2 separate regions of the Mus musculus genome follow, and region 1 is linked to region 2. A link is a contact called in public promoter capture Hi-C data. All regions are on one chromosome and are shown on one strand. The core of a region is the stretch at or near the end of the contact, and the rest is flanking DNA. Distances in the headings are between cores, read along the strand shown.

What was found. Promoter capture Hi-C pulls out the DNA fragments that hold promoters and counts their contacts.
Region 1: a contact with region 2 is called in a promoter capture Hi-C map of macrophages, with 5 read pairs. The contact joins the enhancer-like site here to the promoter of Fcrl1 in region 2. A contact is called at or near these places in 18 of 39 promoter capture datasets (the 3T3-L1 cell line, 3T3-L1-derived adipocytes, the C10 cell line and 13 more), 2 of 15 datasets of contacts at CTCF or cohesin (CD8 T cells and large pre-B cells), 3 of 484 Hi-C or Micro-C datasets (B cells, LSK cells and bone marrow-derived macrophages), 7 of 115 datasets of contacts at active chromatin or transcription factors (the 230-238 cell line, CD8 T cells, bone marrow-derived macrophages and 2 more) and 4 of 9 other capture datasets (adipose tissue, bone marrow-derived macrophages, liver and 1 more).

Annotation. Positions count from the first base shown.
Region 1 is chr3:87,485,243-87,488,877 of GRCm38.p6, reverse strand. Gm40085 (predicted gene, 40085) reads left to right here. Exons shown (of 2, transcript NR_168327.1): 2 at 1,549-1,857. It also overlaps a transcript of Fcrl5 not described here. Among named protein-coding and RNA genes, the nearest start is that of Gm40085, 26 kb to the left of the region's middle. Within about 2 kb of position 1,662, at least 52 of the 459 cell types and tissues checked have an H3K27ac peak or open chromatin away from gene starts, as enhancers often do. A contact at or near this core is called in the 230-238 cell line, B cells, CD8 T cells and 2 more, where this site is marked.
Region 2 is chr3:87,374,059-87,377,669 of GRCm38.p6, reverse strand. Fcrl1 (Fc receptor-like 1) reads right to left here and starts at 1,283. Exons shown (of 10, transcript NM_178165.4): 1 at 1,145-1,283. The coding sequence starts at 1,175. It overlaps Gm31940 (a long non-coding RNA gene), which reads left to right and starts at 67. Exons shown (of 3, transcript XR_867410.3): 1 at 67-583; 2 at 1,526-1,610.

The DNA.
Region 1 (3,635 bases), core at 413-2,912, 110 kb before region 2:
GGGGTGCCTCTGTGGGCCCATGCTGAGGCATCCCGTCCCCCTGAGAGACCAGTCACACGATGGATATAGTATAGAGTAGAGTTTATTTTAGGGCATGGGGAGGGGAGTTGAGAGAGAGTTGAGAGTTGAGAAGGGAGGGAGGGAGGGTTGGAGGGAGGGAGGGAGAGAGAGAGAGAGAGAGAGAGAGAGAGAGAGAGAGAGAGAGAGAGAGAGAGAGGGAGAGAGAATAGAGGAGTAGAAGAGAAGAAGCCAGCCATAAACATGTGGAGAGATGGGGGAGGGGAATGGGGAGAGAAGGGACAGAGAGGGAAGAGGGTTAGAGAGCAAGAGAGTAAGAGAGCAAGAGAGTGAGGAGGGGGCAAGTAGCCCCTTTTATAATGAGTCAGACATACCTGGCTGTTGCCTGGTAACTGTGGGGCAGAGCCTAGAAGAAATGTTAACACACTGGGAATTATTTCATAATGGTTCTTAGCAAACCCTAAAAACCAGAGGAGGTGACCACCTTCAGGAGAGTATGTATTGTGGAGTAAGACACAGGCTCAAAGGAACAAATGTGACTCTTGTATGTGAGGAGTTTCCAGCTCCCAGTGAAAAGACTCTCAGCCTTCAGATTCAGGAAACTCAATGAAAACCCTCTTTATAAAAGAACAAACAGTTTCTAGAACTAAAAGATCCTATGCAAATATGATGTGGTTGGTTTCGTTTAGCATTCTGTCACTGAACCACATTGTGTGTATGTGTGTGTCTGTGTGTGTGTTGTGAAAGGAGAAATGAAACTATCAGGGGACTGGTGAGAAAGAAGCACTGAGTCAGAGGGTGGGGGTGGGGGAATGAATGCTCAACACACAAGAATGTATTCTTGTATGAAGTTTTCAAAAAGAAAAGAAACAAAATAGTAAGAGCTAATGAGCTGAATGGTAGGAAGGCTTTGACTCGTATTACAAAGAACCCCAGCCAGCAATGAACATCCAGTGAGTTTCATGCAGCTTAGTGGACTGGATAGAGCACATTTGTGAAATAGGGCTGTGGAATGATCAGTGAGCTCTTCAGCGTCATTTAAAATAGGGAGCTTTTGTGACAGAATGGAGACCATTCCATTTCTGGATGCTCTTTAGCAGGTGAAATATATTAAAGGGAATCTATAACAGGCTCTTAGACATTGCTCTTAATGAAAAGCACCAACTCCTCTCTGGGGCCTGTAAGGTGACTCAGAGCTGAGTGAAAGTCTAGCTTTTGGGACTTCAGTTTTTATTGTTCCCCACCCCCGACCCCGTTCCTTCAAACTTTATGCTTAACTGGACAGTTAACTTGGGCATGCTAATTACCGAAGGAACATCTGTCTGAGCAGCCGTGTGATGCATTGCTATAATTCTAGACATGGGAGGCTGAGGCTGGAGAATCACCAGTCAGAAGGCAGGCTTAAAACTGTCTCAAAAATGATAATACTCTCAGTTCTCTTCAAGGCTAAAGAAACAAAGATGTGTGTAATCAAAGAATGCTGCCACACCCTCATCAAGATTCTAAATCTGTGTTCATCTTGTATTCCAGACACATCAGAACCTACAAACAAATCATTCCATCATGAGATAGCCTAAGTAGGAGCAATCATCTCATGGGGAACAAGACTGCTCCCTTAGCAAGAAGGACTTCTTTGGGCCACATGGCTGAATCAGACTGTAGAGAATGAGTAACTGGAACACTCTTGGACCAAGATGGCTTACTTATATGTGCTTCTCATCACTGCCTCAATTCTTCCTCTATTTAATGTTAAAACTCATGCCAGGACCATGAAGGTGGGCTCCAGTGTTTTGTGCCTCTCTAAACAACTGTTTTGATAAAATATTTTCTTGCCTCTCATCTTACTTTTCTTTGCTTTCTTTGGTAAGTGGCTTAACCTGGTACATTGAACAGGAGCCAGCCTCTGGTCTTGAACTATAGTTACATACAATGTTGTCTTCAGGGCATTGGGCTTGGAAAAAAAAAAAGAAAATGGAAGACTAGAGACTCTTGCTTGCACTGTAGCTAACATCTAGGCTTCTATCAAAATTTGTGCTACCTGAAACTGAATAGATCCACTATAAGTCTTTTCCACACTACCCCATTAGGCACCCAGACTTTCCATGTCCTCCTCCAGGCTCTAGCCTGGGTCTCACATTCTGTGCCTTGGCCTACTCTGACTAAACAATCTATACCACAGCCAAGCTCTAGGTTTCTGCTGAAATCTGACCTACCCAAAGCCCCTGTCCCCAGTTCTTTGTTGGGCCAACTCTACAACCTCAAAAGATATCCCATCTTTGTGAAGATGAGGCTTCCCCAAATATCCAGATTTCCCATGTCTTCCTCAAGGGTCTAGCCTAGTGTGTATCCCTGACCTCCCATTTATACCCTTTCCACAGTCCAGAGGATTTCGCCTTGATCTCTTAACCTTCCCACCGACATACCCTGCCTTCACTGTAAAAGATCCCTAGGCAGGATCCTCTCACTACATATCCCCAAACTATAGGACTCTACCATGCCATATCTAACCTTTCTACCCATCACTCCATGATTGGAACAGGAAACACATCTTCTATGCCATCCCAGTTCCCTCTGTCTACCTGACTTCAATTCCACTAAGCCATTTCTAACATCTAGATCCAACCTGCACCCACATCTTCCCTTCCACCCCAACATTTTCTGTCCATAGGAAACTTGAACTAACAAAGGAAGTTCACATGCTCTACTCATTGCAATAATAACAGTATGAAGAATCAAACCACCATCTTCTCTCTAAAATGTACCCGTTTTGTAGAAATGTTTAACAATGAGAATTACCTAGATGAACCTCAGAACACAGAATTTGAAAGAACCATTATAAACTTCCTCAAAGAGCACAAGGAGTTTAAAGATAAAACAAAGAACCAGCTTGCTGAAATCAAGAACAAAGAGCTTAAGAAAAATAATTGTTTGACTGATGTCCAAGAAACCACAAACTGGTGGTTTCAAGAAAGCATAAGGCTGATGGAAATGATAAAGATAATCCAAGGCTTGAGAACAGAATTCAATCAGGAGATAGAAATATTGAGGAAGACTCAAGCTGAAATGAAGATAGAATTGAAAAAGATACAATTTGCAAAACACATGAAACTGAAGAAGAATGAAGACCAAAGTGTGGACACTTTGCCCCTTCTTAGAATTGGAAACAATCACCCATGGAAGGAGTTACAGAGACAAAGTTTGGAGCTGAGACAAAAGGATGGACCATCTAGAGACTGCCATATCCAGGGATCCATCCCATAATTAGCCTCCAAAGGATGACACCATTGCATACACTAGCAAGCGTTGGCTGAAAGGACCCTGATATAGCTGTCTCTTGTGAGACTAGGCCGGGGCCTAGCAAACACATAAGTGGATGCTCACAGTCAGCTATTGGATGGAGCACAGGGCCCCCAATGGAGGAGCTAGAGAAAGTATCCAAGGAGCTAAAGAGATCTGCAACCCTGTAGGTGCAACAACATTATGAACTAACCAGTACCCCGGAGCTCTTGACTCTAGCTGCATATGTATCAAAAGATGGCTTAGTCAGCCACCACTGGAAAGAGAGGCCCATTGGACACGCAAACTTTATATGCCCCAGTACAGGGGAATGCCAGGGC
Region 2 (3,611 bases), core at 34-2,533:
CTAAAAATGAAGGTGTTTTGTTTTGTTTTGTTTTGTTTTGTTTTGTTTTGTTTTGTTTTGTTTTGTTTTGTTTTGTTTTGTTTTGTTTTGTTTTAAAGAAAGAATCAGGGAAGTGAGACAAAGTGAAGTTGCCAAGCTAGCGCAGAGTGAACCCTGTCCCAGTGCAGAGTGAACAGAGCACAGAGTGAACCAAGCCAGCACAGAGTGAAGGGAGAAAGAGAAACAGTGCGGGAACGAGGAGGGAAGCTCTCCCAGCATGCCTGTGCATGTATGGGAACAGGTTGGAATGGAGACACATTTGAGTGGAGGAGAAGGTTAATGAATGACAAGGTGTATTTACAGAGCAAGAAGAAGGCAGACAGGTAGTTGGTAGTCATGGGAGTAGAAAAATGGAGAATTTTCTTTTTGCCATTATTACTTCTAAAATAAATTATTAATCAAAGTTATAAAATGGGGCCCAAAAGGATTAAGTTTGAGGAGAAACGAGAAGACCTGAAACAATGGCTCCCACGCATGAGTGGGAAAACAGATGCGAAGAACATCTGCGATTCGGTTTCCACGTCACGTGATGATAAGGTGCCAGGTGAGCCTTTGTTTAAAGTCCCATTGTTTGGACACAGTTAAAGTGTATCATCTGGCAGTGCAGGAGGGAGAGAGAGTTGAAAGAGCATCCGCCGGCATGTTGTGGTGATGAGCTGCAGAGTCTGTGCCGTGTCAGTGATGAGTAAGCCTTCCAAGTGTAATGATTAATAATGGAGGAATAATCTTGCCATTCTGGTGTGTGACACCAGAGAAACCAGAGTGTGGCCACAGGGGAATGAGGAGGGCTGGTGATACACTAAGGTTCTCATGTGAATAAAAGGAAGTGGTGTTGATAGAAGAAAAAGGAACTGAGGGACCAAGTTGTTGCCTATATTTTGTGAGTGTGTGTGTGTGTGTGAGAGAGAGAGAGAGACAGAGACAGAGACAGAGAGACAGAGACACACAGAAAGACAGAGACACACACACAAAGAGAGACGAGACAGAGACAGAGAGACAGACTACATGAATCCACGAGCATCACCAGGCAGAAACTTAGTCGTCGAATTCTCTATCCTTTTTAAGATCCCCGTTCCCAGACCCCACTCCAAGTTGTCTAACTTACCACAGATCAGTAGCAGGAGCCAAGGTAGCATGAGGACCAGGCTGGGGATGGTAACTTGAAGGTGCCTCTCACCAAAAGAAAAAAAAGCAAAACCAGACTACTCACAGAGGTGTCACAGATAACTGCCCTCAGCTTCTCTGAGGTTTGAGGAAGTCGTGGTCGGAAGTTAACCTTCAGCACGAGTTTACAGAAATACAACAAAGCAACCTTGTCCAGTGTTCAGTTCTTCCTCCAGGAAGGCCCCAGAATGGAAGACACTCCTTCCTATGGCATGACTCAATTTCATGACTTGGAGCTTTTGGGTATCAGGAGATGCGGGCTTTCATTTTATAACTTTGATTAATACTTTATTATTAAAATATGAATATTCATGTATCTCAGGGGTTTCCAGTAGATGATCCAGGCTTTAAAGAGTCTCACTGAGCTTGAGTCCTGCCAGATTTCACACCACACACTGCCATCTTTGGTAAGGATATCTATTTAACTATCTGATCAAATGCACTGTCTTTCTCACAAGCTCCTATTGTGGTCTCTCTGTGTCTGACTCAGGAATGGAAGGGAGTATTCGCAGGTTATGTTCCGTGTCTGCTGCTATTGTATATTCTGATTTATATAGGGTCCAGCCATTCATATAGATATTTCCCCATGTTTAAAATTTCAATGTTCCAATAAATGACATGAGCCACTTTTTAAAAAGTCATAGGAAGTCATAGAGTGGAAGAGTTTGGAATAAAATGGAAGACTTGGATATGCACCAATTAGCCTCTGTGTACTGGAAAAGGCTCACCGTCATCACTAACTCTTGTATTTGTGTGACACCCTTCTTCCCTTACCCCAGTCAAGGGTAGGCAATTCCTGCTGTTGCTTCCTTTAGCATCTATATCACCCTTTCTCTGTCACCTGAAGCTTGTATGTGAGTCTCATTATGGATTACAGGGGAATAAACTATTTTATTTTTCCCATTTCTTGAATCTTTTATCATCTAATATTAAGATGATTTTTGACAAAGGTAAACTGATACAAATGCAATCATAGTAATTGTTCTACATTATTTGCATCATCTCAACATTGAGTGAGTGAGTGTGTGTGTGTTATTAAACATGGGGCCACAACATACACCTTGGGATCACGGTCTGCACTCTGAGGTTGCTGTCTGCACCCTGGGGTCACAGTCTGCACTCTGGGGTTTCCATCTGCACCTTGAGGTCAGAGTTTGTACCCAGGGATTGCAGACTGCACACTGGTGTTGCTGTCTGCACTCTAGGGTCGGCATACACCCTGGGATCACAATCTTCACCTTGTGAATGAGAATTGCTGGAAAGAAACCGTGCCTCAAATGCTGATTGACTGACTAGACCTTCAGTGATGTGGAGAGGTTGGAATGTTCCAAATCCAGGGGCAAATTATCTTGGGCATCTTTATCCCTCTTAATAACAACCTACTGATTGCTTTTGTACATGAACCAACCCCTTTTGTCACCATCATGTAAATCCTTTGGGAATGTACAAATAGAATGTTTCACCAACAAAATAGCTAACAATTCTATCAGGCTTCCCATCTCTGCTATAACCCGCCTACCTGATGCATTTGAAAGTGTGTTACTTTACGGTTTTTTTGCTGTTCCTATAAAAAGTTAATGAAATTGATACCTTGTTGGAGCATGGTATTTGGAGAAAGAATCTGAATCTGTGTTTCTGAGCCATGATTGCTCATATTCACTCCAGAAAACAATCTCTTTATTCCTTTGAGATAGGATCTCTTTCCTTCCTCAACAAGCCTATGAAGCCAGGTTCAGCCAGAGAGTCCCTATTCCATTGTCTCTCAGAGATCGGGGGATGGGCTGGCTTTGCTACATTCCTGGTTAGAAAATGCTAGTCAGCTGCAGCCACTCACCCTCAGTAAGTCACTTAAAACAACCATATAAAGCAAAAAGCAGAAAAAGAACTTTAATTCAATGTGCCCATATTAGGAGGGATAAGAGAAACACTGACCTCCCCAGTCCGTTTTTAGGGATTCAAAATGAGGTCAAAGTTTAAGTAGAGGGCAGGTGAGGAGCACATCTATGAAATCCTGGTCAAGGTGTGGTCCTGCCCACCACTGACCCATCCCTGTCTGGGCTTCAGTCCGCCCTGTAACATCCTGTAAGGTGGACTGACACAGGTTAGAACTGTGTGGAATCACTTTCCAGGCAAGCTCCTTGTCTGACTGGCTCTGGGCTTCCGTCATTCAGTCCTCCACTTTCAAAATCCCATAGGAGTTTCAGAGTCTTAGAGTCCAGGGTTTCATTTCTCCCAGGCAGCCGTGGTGTGTGTGTGTGTGTGTGTGTGTGTGTGTGTGTGTGTGTGTGTGTGTGTGTGTGTGTGCACATGTGCGTGTGTTTGTTAATATGCATCCTGTTACTATAGATTAGATTAGTCTCTGTGGTTTTATAAAAACTAAAATATATAATATTTATTCTGTTTCTAAA